2 separate regions of the Anser cygnoides genome follow, and region 2 is linked to region 1. The links are chromatin contacts, called in public Hi-C maps. All regions are on one chromosome and are shown on one strand. Each heading gives the region's core, a stretch centred on a gene start, on an enhancer-like site or on the middle of the called end of the contact. The rest is flanking DNA. Distances are from core to core; before and after follow the strand shown.

The links. A called contact is a pair of places that touch in the nucleus more often than the background predicts.
Region 2: a contact with region 1 is called in a Hi-C map of liver, with 2.4 times the contacts expected there. The contact joins the promoter of TMEM97 here to the promoter of WSB1 in region 1. A contact is called at or near these places in 2 of 7 Hi-C or Micro-C datasets (both in liver).

Annotation. Positions count from the first base shown.
Region 1 is chr18:12,021,344-12,028,780 of Taihu_goose_T2T_genome, forward strand. It overlaps WSB1 (WD repeat and SOCS box containing 1), which reads left to right and starts at 4,519. Exons shown (of 9, transcript XM_066979823.1): 1 at 4,519-4,734; 2 at 5,144-5,312; 3 at 6,264-6,532; 4 at 6,979-7,110. The coding sequence starts at 4,695.
Region 2 is chr18:12,265,369-12,272,805 of Taihu_goose_T2T_genome, forward strand. It overlaps TMEM97 (transmembrane protein 97), which reads left to right and starts at 4,213. Exons shown (of 3, transcript XM_048074105.2): 1 at 4,213-4,761; 2 at 5,956-6,100; 3 at 6,611-7,437. The coding sequence starts at 4,639. The coding sequence ends at 6,861. It overlaps NLK (nemo like kinase), which reads left to right. Exons shown (of 12, transcript XM_066979522.1): 12 at 550-2,693.

The sequences.
Region 1 (7,437 bases), core at 3,269-5,768:
AGGACGGTCGCTGCCGCAGACGTAATGTCTGTGAGTCCAGCCCACGCGCAAGCAGGTGCTGAAGTGAGAACGCCAGGGACGGGCTCCGGTTCCTCCTCACCTGCCCAGCCCCAGCTTCCCCTGCTCAGCAGGCTCTGGCTAGGACATTTAACTGCGCCGTGCTATCAGGAGCAGGGAATGAAAGGCAGGACAGAATAAGCCGTCCAAGAAAGGTCATTTCAAACGCGGCAGACAAGACTTCTTGCAGACCAAAACGTCAGCTGCACAGATCCTCCTGCTCCGTATCAAAGTGGAACGAACGTCTCCGCTGCCGGCGCCGTGGTGCTGGGAGCTGTGCGATCAGCCCGGCATGTAACAGGGTGCGGGCACAGCGAACCGGCCGAGGCTGCCCTGCTTTTTCTCTGTAATACAAAGACACTTTTCTGCTATCATTGTTTAGGACAGTTCAAGTTCAACACGCTCATCGTGACCTTCAGCCATCTGAGATAACAGCTCTGGTAGCTTCGGCGGGTAAATTTAGCGCAGATGTTCCTGACAGGCTCCCTGACGAGGCACAACACCCATGGCCAGCTTACAAAAAGGAATGGTTTTGAACCAAAAGAGAACAAACCCGAACCTGTCTCCCTCACTGCAGAGCATCTACTCCCGGTGAAAGTCCTGAACTCGCCACGCACAGTAAGCCATCTGCTCTATTTATTATACCACAAAGATGTGGTCCAAAAATGAAAAAATCCCTAAGAGACCATAAGAATACAGAGAAAAAATCAGTCTTGTCCCTCTCTGATATTCCATCTGTGCAGCTTTCCCCCAGAATTCTCTTTTAGCCGGCCCTTACAGATTAACCACTTGGGTACCAGCGATGGGTTTTCCAGCGTGTGCTGCGGCGCTAAGGGCAGCTGATCTATTCTGGGATGCTGACGGCACCTTCATCCCCCCAGCCAGCACAACTGCTCTGCGGCTCTCTGCTCGCTGCAATCCCTTTTTCTCTTCAACCCTCACTGCCCTCTTTCTCCATTCTGCTTTTCCCTTTCACCTTCTCTTCTGCCTCCACAAACTCATGCTGAACTTTCTCCGACCCAAGGAGGCTCAAAACAAACAGAAGCTTGTGAATTATTAACAGCGTAGACTATAAATAGTGCATTTTTAATGACAGCCGGACCACCGGGATGCATGCACTACTGCACAGATCAGCTACTTGGCCTGATGTCATTGCCCTGAAGTGTCCCCTCACCTGCCATTTGTCATGGGTACTCCACAGAAGAGCAACTGTGGAGAGGAGGGACAGAAGCCCTGGGCCTGAAAAGCACCACGGGCTCTTCTAGTACTCTGCCATGTATTTTACACTCCCTGGGCTGATCTGGCTTCCAGAGGTCTGTGCACGATCCAAACAACCACAACAGAAATACAGCCTGGTGGTCCCCGAACAGAAACCCTCACTGGGACAGCCTGCACAAACTGAATGGGGATCTGCACAGTGAGCAGAGCATGGGTGGAAACTGATCACTATTCTCTGCTGATCCATACTAGGATTCATTAACTGGAATGAACAACCTTTCCGTGGCAGAAACCTTCCAGCAGAAAGCCATAGCAATGGAAATGGAGCACCACTAGTGCCCTGCTGAGAGTCCTGCAAATGCGTGGAAGGCAGGGAACACGTGACGCAGACACCTAGACTCATTTTACAACTCCAGATAGAACGACAAATGCATACATCCCCATTTCATACAAGCAGCACATCCCCATTTCTATACAAGCAGCACAGTCCCTTACTTGGAATGCACCCAGATTTCAGATGGATTTCCTAGTCCAGCCTGGTAACTGACTGAGTCAAAAAGACTTCCACAAAGCTGATTAAAAACACAAATCATAAATCAGTTAAAAAATTCAAAGAAGAAAAAACAAACGCAATTTGTGTAACCAGATTCACCGTGTCAGTATACAGGAATGTTGAATAAGCAGATTCTGGTGTTTCAGCAGCCTGAGGAAAAGCCCCGTAACCTGGATCTTTGAAAGTATTTAAGACAGGCAGACAACAAAAGTCCTCTTTCATTTGTGAAAGCTTACAGCAGTGTGTAAAGTCTTGATGGAGAAAGATGGCACTGAGCTTATTAGCCTCCCAGCTGAACAGTGCTGTGCAGACTTGGCAGCTGCATCCGCATAGGAGGATAATGGAAAACACATAAATCAGCCCTGAGTCATCTGCACGGTCTTACAGGCCCTTGCAACATGTGACTGTGTGGGGTATGCGGCCTGGTGCCACCCTTGATTCCACAGCTATGCCTCACCAGGAACCCGCAGCGAAAATCATCCAAAAAGTCATCCAGTTTGCTGCACTTACAAGGACAATAAGTATGGCAAGGACTCTGAGAAGCAAAGCGTGGATTCTTTCTCTCTCCAAGTTTTGACTGATTTTTAAAAAGATACGCTTTACCGGCCAGGACAGTTCAGTCAGCAGCGTGCAGACAGAACCCAGCCTTCTACCTCTGCTACCCTGGCCTCAGACATGAGACAACAGTGCTTCCAGGCAGGCACGAAGAGAGAAGGTGTTGGTAACGCCTCCAGGACAGCTTGTGACACCAATTTCTAATGCACTTGCAAAAACCTGGGATTTTGCATATCACAATTTGTCTCTGTGTCCGTAAGACACAAACTACAGCCTGGGAAGGTCAAAGACTGGCAGCTGGACCGCGGTGTTGTACAGGCTGAACAACGGGGTAGCTGCTGGAAACCCTCAGTGCTAGACAGTGCCCCGGGTTACACGGGATTCCTGCGTCACACAGAGACCAGACTAAGCAATCATCTCTTCTAGCCCTCAGATCTGTTACATGAATGAACAGAAAGCACACTCAGGAAGAAACACCAACTACTGAAGCAGAAGTTACAAAAATACAGAAACTTACAGAAATAATAAATTGACAAATACTTTGCTTCTTTTAAGAAAGTGAGCAAGAAGGCCAGTAACATGGCAACAGCCCTACAAAGCTGTGTAACTTGACTGCTATCTTTCCTGGCTGTAACAGCCCCCCAAGGTAAGCAAACAGAACCCAGCCTTATCCTGGCTGCAGGTGAGGCTCAGACCCCCGGGAGAACTCTTACAACGTGAGTCATCTCAGCTACGAGATGGCCTGGTTCAAACGTTCACGACTCATGTGTAACTCCAAGGCAGCATTTCACAATGGCTACGGATCTGCCTTGTTACGAGAAGTTGGGGAGTTATGTGGAGACAGCTGGTCAGGGCTTTTCCATCTGCAGGCAGCAGAGGATGGATAGAGCAGGAGCAGCGTTACGCTGCCAGGAAGCCCTGGGACAGGTCAGTGCTAGGATGGGCCAAGAGAGTACCAAACAAGTGTTGGGACCTACTCAGACATACTCAGAACTTCTTCCTGCTCATTTCTTTAACACTGTTTTACTACATGATTTAAAAAATGCTCTGCTGGCCTTGATTGCACAAGGGTAATATCTGTTGCTACAGCAGAATAGCTAAACCCTATGGCTACTTCAGTGTTTCCACCAGCAGGGCCACTACTTTGGAATGAAATCATCGTTATTAGCTGCAGTTAATTATACTATGTGCTGTCTTGAAGTACAAAGAGAGAGCATGGAAAGAAGTCTTAGAAGAGGGGCAGAACTTAGATGTGCAAAAGGAGAATGGGGAAAAGGAAGGGGAAAGAATACGCAGACCTTAAGACAAAACCACACAGAACGAGGTGGCCTCGGGGACAAGTAGTTTATGGGCAACCCCATTAACCTTAACTATACATTTAAAAGTTGAGCATAAACCAGATCTTGCTGGATCTAGACAGTGAACTGTACAGTTTTATAACGAAACATCAGGAGAGTAGGAAAATCCCAAGAATTTTCCAGCTCCTGGTCAGGGAAGATAGAATCAAGCGTGCAGGTCAGTATCACACACACGTTCTGCAACGCATTCATATAAGCTTTCGCATACTTTTTGTTTTACGTGTTGCCTTGCAGTCCCACAGTCAACAGACATCAAGGATGTCACAACGTGCCTTAGAAGATAATGGAGATGACCTCTGTCCAAGGCAGGGAGGCAGGAGCCAGGCTAGCGCAGGCTTAGCCCGCTCCCAGGGTCAAGAGGTGACCCGGAGGGGCCTGTGGGGTGGCTAAAACGGGCGGCACCCGCGGGCCTCGCCACGACAGCACCACAACCCGGTTTTCCTCCCAGGCACGACGGGCACAGGCTGTATTTTAAGCACATCCAGGACGTTCTTACAGCGAAGGCAGGGCTCCCGTCAGGCCGCGTGCTTCGACCGCCTCAAGGAACGCGCGCTGCTTTTGCAGAGCGAGCTCCGGCGGGCGGGGAGGGCCGGGCCCGCTCGGGACGGCGGCAGGAGGGGCGCGGGCAGGTCGGGACGAGGCACCGGGGATCAGAGACGGGCGGCGGGGGCCCGGGGCCGGCCGGCAGCGGGGGGCGAGGCGCAGGCCGTGCTGGCGGCCGGGGCGCAGCGAGGAGGGAGGCCGGAGGAGGCCGGAGGAGGCCGCCCGTCCCCCGCCCGCCCGCGGGGCGAGGCCGCCCCTCCCCGCCGCGCTACTCCCCGTGCCGCCGCCGCCATTTTGTCCCAGTGCCTGCGCCCCGGCGAGCGGCGGTCGGTCGCTCCCCCTCAGCCGCGCCCGCTCGCGCCGCAGGTCCCCGCTCCGCGCCCGAGCCGTTCCGAAGGGCGGCCCCGTCGATGGCCAGCTTTCCCCCGAGGGTCAACGAGAAGCTCATCGGTGAGGGGCGGCCGGGCCGAGCGGGCCGGGGGGGCGGGAGCGGGCCGGGCGGCGCGCGGGGGGGCCGCCGGGCTCCCAGCCGGGCTCCCCGCCTGCCGCTGCCGGCAGCGCCCGGGCACCGAGCGGCCGCGATCGTGGCGGGGCCGAGGGCCGCCGGGTGCCGGCCGCTCGCCCGCGTTCCCCCCGCTGTGGCGGCGCGGCGAAGGCCCCGGTCCGTGTGCGCGGCCGGCTGTGCGGCCGTAGGGACTCAACCTCCTTTGCAGCTGAGGCTTGCTCGTTTGCTTGGTTATATTGTGACCGTAAGACAAATAAAAGCAAAATAATTAACGTTTCGCCTGGTTCCTCTGTAACTTTTTAAAATATGCTGAATTTATTTCTTAATGGAATTTCCTCTTTGTTTTCTTTTCAGCACGATCACGTACTGTAGGAGAACTGTTAGCCCCCACTTCTCCTTTTGACAAGAAGTGTGGACGTGAGAACTGGACTGTTGCGTTTGCTCCCGATGGATCTTACTTTGCTTGGTCACAAGGGCATCGCATAGTGAAGCTGGTCCCCTGGTCCCAGTGCCTTAATAACTTGTAAGATAAAACCATACAGCTCTTAAACTGAAAGCTTAAGAATTTCCAAATAGAAGATAATGTTTAATAGATTCAAACTCATATATTGTCTCTTTAAGCCTTGACATCTTAGGAAAAAATAGTTCTTTAAAGTACTAGCCATTATCTCCTTCTCTGTGGCCAGCCAGAGAAACAATTGTATTGCAAATTCACAACGGAGTAATTTACTAATTCAGTCAAGTGCTCTAAAATAAGCGGAAGTTAGAACGAACATGGAATTTTGAAAACTAAAGCAGATCTGGACTCTTACATTTCCTATCAGAGGGCTATTTTATTTTTACCTTCTAGGAATTTACTTAAAGGCAGACCCCTTCTATTATTATTCACTTTAGAGTGAAAGTTAAGTTCCAAAAGATGTTTTATTTTCAGCTGTAGGTTACATTTTAAAGAAGTTAGTATCTAGCAGTTGAATCTTTGTACTTAGTTAAGTTTTGCTTCCATTGTTCCCAGCAAATCCCTTTTTTTGTTTTCCTGTTGCTGGTGACGGTTTAGTTGTTTTTCATATGCTGGTTTCAATGTCTCATCCCAGTTTTCCATGAACGTAAGTGAATTGCAGGGAACTTCTTGCTTATTTAGCAGGAAGTGTTAGACATTTTTGTAGCTTATTTTGTCTGTAAATGCTTGTAATGTTTTTCAAAGTGAGTTAATATGTTTCTACAGAGGTGAAGACATGGACAGTCTTTGTAGAAGTTTTCCAAGGGTTAATAATTCTTGACAGTTATAAGAAAACCCAGCTTTTATAATTTGAAAGTAAAAATGCATTCTTATGGGCCTCCATGCGTGTACGTCATGGCAACTCACAGATTTCATTACATCTTAAAGACCTTTCTGTTCTATTGCATTCTGAATGTCACACGATATGTAGCTACTTATTTTTAAAGACTCTTTATGTTTTTCTTGTTTGTTTTGCAGCTTGTTGCATGGCACAAAGAATGTTGCAAATTCTATCAGTACAAGACTTGCAAGACAGAACAGTGACAGTGGTCAGAAAAATAAGCCCTGTGAACATATAATAGACTGTGGTGATATTGTATGGAGTCTTGCTTTTGGGTCTTCGGTGCCTGAGAAGCAGAGTCGCTGTGTGAATATAGAATGGCATCGTTTCAAATTTGGGCAAGACCAGCTTCTACTTGCAACAGGCTTGAACAATGGGCGCATCAAGATATGGGATGTATATACAGGTAGAGTGTGTGAGGGGAAGTTGGCATGTCAGTGTCACTTTATGCAGTAGGAACATTAATACGCAGAAAAAATTCTTTACAGAATTTTAATTGGGAGTTGACTCTTGAATACAAATTAAGTATTTTTGAAATAATGAACTGCAACTAGGAACATCTGATACTGCTAGAGGAAGGAACAGACTCAGGTCATGCTTTGAGATGTAAGTGATGTAAGAGAAAGCCTTGGTGCTGCAAAATGGCTAAGTATGTGATTGATTTCAGGCATATTGGTTGTTTAGTCCGAAATGTTCTTCTGGATTGTAGTTTTAAAATACTTTCAAACAACGGAAACTTCAACAACAAGAAGTTACTCTCTGTTCTTGAGTATGGGGAAGGACGTATGTCAATAAGTATCTTGTGTTTTTTAAAAAGTTAATATTGTTTCAAATACTGTTTTCATGTAACAGGAAAACTCCTCCTTAACCTGATGGACCATACAGAAGTTGTTAGAGATTTAACCTTTGCCCCAGATGGCAGCCTGATTTTAGTGTCTGCATCCAGAGACAAAACACTGAGAGTGTGGGACCTGAAAGATGACGGTATGCATTTTAAGTTCATCTGCTGTAACACGTAGAAGTATGCACATACTCTCCTCATTTATTGCTATAAACACAGGTCAGGCTTTCTTTTCAAAAAAAATCCTTCTATTAGTCTCTTAATCTGTATGTTCTCTTGAAATTCTGTATCTATATGTACTCTAAAGGTACAAGCTGGTACTGAGTTAAATTAAAACAGTACATGAAGTGACTTTTCAATAGGGACCTAGGATTTAGAAGCTGCAGAATATTTATTTCTATGTAGACTGACACTGCAAGATCTTGTTAGGAAAGAGCATAAAATTTTAAAAAGAAAAAATAGGAAATATT
Region 2 (7,437 bases), core at 2,963-5,462, 240 kb after region 1:
GTAATCACATCTGATATTAATTCACATTTATTATTAATACAGAATTCATACATCCATAATGTTTTTGTTTTGAGTTTCCGAGGATAAGAGAGGTCCATAGATAAATTCTGCAAAAAATGCCTTAAGCATATGTGTAGTTACATTTTTAAAGTAGTTATACGAACACTTAAATTTTACGAATACTTAGAATATGAATACTTAGAATTCAAGTAAAATGTGCAAAAATTTTGAGTAATATTTTTGTAAATATGGAAAAGTACAGTAGTCAAGACTAAGTCTAAAAATTGGGATTGAAAAGTTGAGTTCTGATTGTAAAATTGCACTGTAAAAACATTGAAGCGAATGGCAACTATAGATAAAGAATTGTTAAGAAAATAAGTAGATAAAGTATACTGAAATAGTCATCAGTGTTGTTACCTGTTGATCTTTTTTGTTTTGTTCTGTTCTTTTTGGGGGGGATGAAATGTTTGCTTACTGGTCAAGCATTAACTTTCTTGTCTATTAGCTTTTGCAAATGAACACTGATTTTCTGTGTCACTTGCATTCTAGTTCCACAGTTGCTCAACCGTCTGAGATGCCGCCATCTCCACTGGTTTGGGAGTAAAGTGGAAGATAATATACTACTGAAGATGTAATGTAGCTTTCCACTGGAGTCTGGGATTTGCAATTCTGGAGGTTAATCATGCTTGTACTGTAATTTTACTAATGAAGTTTTAAATTAACAACCACTACTTGTACAATATGAATAATATTTAGAAATGTACTAGACTTTTAATCTTGTAAAGTGGTTGTGCTTTTAGAAGAAAATATTTTACCCAGAGTTGCACGTGTTTTATGAATTCTAGTGCAGCTGTGATGGCTCAGCTCAGAACAAACAGAATTGAACCAAATTTGGGAAGGATTTTTTTCTTTTTTTTTCTTTTTTTTTTTTTTAATCAAAGAGAGATTGTACAAAAAGATAGACATTTTGATATTGAGCCATTCCTGAAGATTTGGGGTTTTCTAAAACTAAGGAATACAGAAAACTTGACTGCGACCAATCATGAAGTCATGTCAGATGACAGTGACCACGGTAGGTGGGCATGTCACCTGGTGATCCAATCTATAAATAGCTTCTCACTAGAGCTGTGATGGTGATGTGTGCTGTTCTAAAATCAGATGTTGTGAGTAGAGAGAATGAGTTTGTGACTAGGAGAGACTAAACTTCTGTTTCCTTACCCAGTATAAATATATATATATATTTAATCTATTTTTATTAGAAGTTTTTTCTGCTCTTTCTTACATAAAAACCCCCCAGCATGCATCTTCTATGTGTGTAAATAATTCCATTTATGGGCTAATTTCAGAGATCCCTGACATCATTGCTGTATAGAGAGAAACTAGCTTGCACATTTTAGGTCTGTGAAATTTTGTGAGAATTTTTTCCTGCACTGGACAGTTGAGAGAAAAAAAAGGAAAGGAAAAAAAAGCACATAGGGAATTATGTTAATTGTGTTTGTGTCTTTAGGCAAAGCTGTGGAAGTCTTGAAATGTCACAGTAGTAAATAACTTTTATTACTTTTTGGCTAATTCTTTTTCTGTTGGAACACTGAATTCTGTGCATATGTATATATGAACACAAATTGAAGGCCTCTACCTCCTGGAGTATACAACTTGGTTTGTTTACCTCCACATGATTTTTTTTTTTTTAAGTTCAGTGTGGAGACTTGAAACTTGAATGTCCCTTCCAACTTTTATATTTAAAACAAGACTAGAAAATTGAAGACTGTTTTTCACCTGTACAAAGAAATATTAAAGGGTGGTCTTAAAATTTGAACATTGGTCTGGAGAAAAACCATGGTGTTTGTTATGGACAATTAACTGTTAAAGTTATTGTAAGTTATCTGTATTTAGCAGAGTATTTTCAACGAGTGATCTGAGCTGAAATTGGAGACTATTAGTAAGTTATGTTTGGAAGTTTTAACTTCAATGAAGTAATTATTTGCTGTGAAAGAGACAAACATTGAATAACTGAACAAAGATGGTGCAATATCTTTGTTTTTTATGAGGCTCCTGAGAATAAAACCAACTGAAGCATTTCAATTCACTTGAATGAGAAACGTGTTTAATTAAAAGAGCCCAAGAAGACACTGGTATGAAAGGTAAAATCTCAGAAGTTGGTCAGTTAATGTGGCACACTTGCTGGTCACTTTGTAAAATGTAGATTTGAAGTACAGTGGTGAAAACATTAAATGTGACATTTGAAAAAGAAGTGTGTTATCTTTATTTCCTGTCTCATCTCCTACCTTTATTTAAGATTTGATTGTTACAATCTTGATTAAATGCTGTCTAAAAGAATACAAGTAAAAAGAGTTTATAACATCTTCTTTCGGGCATGGTTTTGATTTCTTTACACACGCATCTGCGTAAAGGCATATATATGCACATATATGTGACTTAAATGATATTCATTTACTCTTTAAAATTGATCCTGGATAAAGGCAAAACTTTCTGATTAAATCAAAACAAGCAGCTGACTTGCACTTGAGAGGTTGAAAGCCATCCATGCAAGTGTAGATCTTACTCTGTTTGCCAAGTTTGTGTCATTTTTTACAGTGCAAATGCTTTTATCTTTTCTATACTCGTAATGGAAACAATCCAACATGCAGTGGTGTTGCAACAATATGAATAAAAATGTTCATGTTTTATGCGTATGACTTGTTTAAACAAATTGAACTGTGTAGTTAAAGCCTCAAGACCTCATAAGAACTGAAGTGATATAAAGAGTTGTGAGTCAGCTTAGCTTAGCACGGGCTGTCTTCCCAGGGCTGCTACAGATACTGTCTGTGACTCAGGTATATGCCTCTTCTTCCAAGTCTTCATACTCTGACGAGATAAGTTTTAACATGTTTCAGAACTGCTGATGCTGGTGTCATTATTGCTTCATGGCTGTCAATTGCTGAACTATTTTCCATTCATTCACTGCCATTTTTTATTTGTTAGATTCTCCTTCAGCATAAGACTAGAAAACAAAGGTGCGGTTCATTTGCTGGGTCTTCTCATTTTGATACACAGTTTTGTCGGGGTATGAGCAGATGAATGGTACAATTAGCAAAGTTCACTTTATGCATCAGTGTATTTTCTGAGCTCACTGCTAGAGGCTCATGAGTTAATTTTGTTCTTAAATGTATTAAGAGTAAAATGTCTTTTTGAACATTAACCTTCCACGGTGTCTTGATATTAATGTGGGCAAGGCACTGTGCAGAATGAGTAGTTTAAAACTGGCACAATTAGCACAAATGGGTAAGTAAAATTGTGTGCACATAGCTTAAAAAAAGAAAAGCTATGATAATGTTTTCAGTAGCCTCTACTCCATTTCACATTTTTAATGTAAGTTGATTCCAATGAAAGTGAGAGCTCTTAAGAGCTGCTTCTGCCAAAGACAGTCCAGCTTCTAAAGCGAACACATGCGTCTCTGCACATACTCCTAGCATGAGCTTGGTGAGAGAGCTCGTTTCTCAGTGAGGTTAAAATCTAGCATCCACTGTAGACTGCAGTTTTCAGAGTTCCATTTTTATCAGTTTTAAGCTTTGTTGATACTATTGTCAAATGAACTAGATTGTAATCAAGTTTTAACCACTTTAAGTATAGCTTCTGCATCTCCTTTTATTAATTGTGCCTTTAGAAGAGCGCAGTAAGTGCAAAATACAACTTTTCAAAATTATCCACGGATTGCCAGAGAAATGTCCTACTGTTAGAAGGCCTAACGTATTTATGTATACATCTTGATGGTGATGCAAAGGAACTAAACAAGATCTGCTATGGAAAAGTAAGTTGCCAAAATCAACTTCCTGGGAAGTACACTACTGAATAGGGCAAATCAGTTAAATGACAAAAGCAAGAACCTGCTTTTCTCCTGTAGCCAATTTAGTGGTGGGTTTGGGACTTTGCTGTTTGGCCTGCCAGGAGCCTACGACTGTTTACCAGACTGAACAGATAATTTTAATGTTTACTGGGTAGCAATTTTTGTAATAATCTTATTTATGCTTTATTTGTTTTGGTAACAGAGTATCTGTTTGTTCTTTATCATTTTTAAAAATTCTTCTGTCAGGTATAATTTCATGGAAAATTGCATACTTTTGCAATCCATCTTGGGAATGATTAAAACCATTTGCGACATTCATAACTGGGAAGGCGGGACTCCAGGCACTAAGAGCTGTACGAGCTGCACCTCCACCTTCTCTGCTCCGTAAGGACGGGCTCAGCCCTGCGCTGCCTGCCGGCACAGCACCCTGCTCCGCGAGCTCCGGGCTCTGATCGGGAGGGCTCTGTGGGCCGGTACCAACGCTTTGTCTTCCCAGGGCGCTTCGTCCAGCCGGGCTCAAGCCAGATGCGACATTAAGCCAAAGGCAGCTCCAGCTCCCGTAGCTGTGCAGCCTGCAGCTGGCCCAGCCTGCCAGAAGCGGGGGGGCGTGAGGAAGCCTTCAGCCTGCGGGGCTCGGCTGGTCCCGCTCCGGGCGGGCCGCTGCTGGGGGAGGCCCCGGCCGGGCCTCGCAGCGCCCAGGCGGCCTCCGGCCGGCACCCCCCGGCCTCCCTCCGGGCCCCGGCCTCCGCTCGCCGCTTCCGCCGCGGGGCGGGGCGGGGCGGGGCCGTGCGGCGATGGCGGCGTGGACGCGGTGGCTGGAGCGGCTGTTCGCGCTGTACTTCGTGTCGCACGTCCCCATCACGCTGCTCATCGACCTGCAGCCGCTGCTGCCCGCCGCCGGCCTCCCCCCGCGCAGCGTGAGTCGGGGCCGCGGGGGCCTGGCCGGGCGGGTTGGGGGGGTGGGGGGGAAATGTCGGCGGCGCTGGTGGGAAGCGCGGTGCGCTTCGGCAGCAGCGCTCAGGTTGCTCTCGCAGAGCTATTGTAAGATTTGTGTTTTGCGTCTCGCCGCCCACCTAGGGACGCGAACAAATGCAGTTTACCGGTACGCTCAGCAGCTGGTTGGGCGCGCAGGTTGCTCCTTCCAGCGCGGACGCCTCCAGCAACGAGCTCGGGCAAGAAAAGCCCCCGATAAATCCGTGCTGTGGACGGCAGCCCCCCCGCTGCGTGCGGGGCGTGGGCCGCGCGTCTCGCAGTGCGGGGAAGCACAGCGGCCCGGCAAGAGCCGCCCGCGGGGAACCTACCTGCGGCACCCGGCACCGGGGCTGCTGGGTCGGGTCACCCATCACGGGGGCTGCTGCGCTCCTGTCACCCGTCATTGGGGCTGCTGGGCTCCTGTCACTGGGGGCTGCCAGGCTCTGGTCACGCAGCTGGCCTGCAGAAGACAGGAGCAGGAACTGTCACTGCCACGTGGGAGCAGGCAGACCAACAGCCACCTTTATTAGTGAAAATTTCTACTTTGCTGGGCTTTGAATAAAATTGTGGAAGACGATTAAAATGGTAGATGAATAGAAGATGATCAGTTTGACTCGTGCTATCAGGATGAGATCGGTACCTTCACACTAGCTTTACATTTAGGGCATTTGATTTTTGCCATTCTGTACAATTATTTCATTAGAGAAGCCATTTCTAATTAATAGTTAACTAGCAAGCCTCAATACATATCTCTCTGTTCAAAGTCCAACTTTGAACTTAAGCCGTGCTGGAGCTTACATTTCTGTCATGGAAACTAACCGCAGCTCCCCAATCCCAAATCCTTCCGTCAGACTCGGGCAGTGCAGCGAGCCGCCAGCCCCGCGCACTGCCAGGCGCTGGGGGGCCCGGCTGGGGCAGCTGCCCCCGGGGCGCTGAGCCCCCTGGATGGGCACCAGCAGGGGCAGGAGGAGGGAGAGGCGAAAGTTCATTCGTATCTGCTGATGCCAACGTGCAGATTTGTTGTGATTTTGGTCTTGTTTTGGTAGGAAATTGTGCCAATTGCTTTCCAAAAATTATTTTTCACCTTGTGCCATTGATATTCAGTGTATTAATCTGCAGCTGTGTTCTTTTTTCTTAAGCTGACGGAGTTGTTAGAGTGGTATGCAGTCACCTTTCGAGATCCCATGATGATCCAGCCCCCAGAGTGGTTTAAGGCGTTTATGTATTGTGAAGCCTTCTTACAACTGCCTTTCTTTCCCATTGCAGCGTACGCCTTCATAAAAGGTTGGTATAAAAGTGTAAGAAAACGTCCTGTGCGGCATTTCTGCGTAGTGCTTTTTGGCTGCAGAGACAGTTTTTATCAGTCTTAAGTGATTATAGGGACATACCCCACGGAGTGCTATTTTCGTGGCAAGTTTCACCTGAGAAAGAGTAGAAGCAGCCCTGTCAGAAATAAAAACGGTTACTACAGACCCTTTACAACGGCAGTCACTTATGTGAAACCAGTATCAACAGTTAACATCTGGCAAGCTACCAATGACAGTGAAGCTCTGGATTGTGCCTGTGTACTCCCCACTTCTAACTTTGTGGAAATTTAGAATGAGCATGTGAAGTTTTAATCGTGAAAGTTTTAATTATTTCTCTGGGTTGCTATGAGTACTTATTTTCTAGTACATTTTTGATATGGCTTATGGTTGTCCTGTGATAAATACAGATAATATTGTTAATTTCAAAGTCACCAAATTCAGCTTGTTTCAAAACTTTTAAATAGTTTTCTTTTTTGCTTCCATACAGGTGGTTGCAAATGGATAAGGACTCCTGCAATTATATACTCCACACATGTAGCTACATCTTTGGTTGCTATCCTTGCTCACATCCTTTTTCATGATTTCTCAAAGTCTGAGCATTTGGGTCCTCAGACACAACACGAACGCCTAATGCTGTTATCGATATACATACCTTACTTGCTGATACCACTTCTGATTCTTTTCACCATGCTGTACAGCCCCCAGTACAACCAAGTGGAGAAAAGGAAGAGGAAGTAGTCTGCTGTGAAAGCTGTAAGCACAACATTCGTATTTGTTTTGATTCAGCCCCTAGTCCTCTGGGACAAACACCTGTCTCGTGTTGTCAGTGCAACGCCTCTCACCAGAGCATCAGGCTCCCGCAAGAAAAGTTCGAATTGGCTTGAGTTTACACGTCTCCTTCAATCAGGAACAGCTTTGGCAGAAGCCTGAACTGGCAGCTCCTTGTGGTGCCTGGGCTGTACGTAGCTTAAGGGACCCAGCAGCTCTGCTCCCAGTATCGATTTTGTGCGGTCCTTCTGTACTGGGAAAACGAACTTTTAACCATTTGATGTGTAACCGTGTGATGGGGACCTGTGGGGGGTGAAAACTGCAGCTGACACTTTGCTTTCAACTTGCCTTTCTCCAAGATGACTTCAGTAAGAAATCCGTCTTCTAAGAACATACACTGCAAAATCCATAACTGATTACATACAAATTTGCAAAGCTAAAATCTTTTTCTCTACTACTTTTGAAGCATTTCAAATCATGTAATAATCCTTACCTTTCTCATCCCTTCATTTAAAATTTCACCTTCTCTTCCTCTGCTCTAATTTT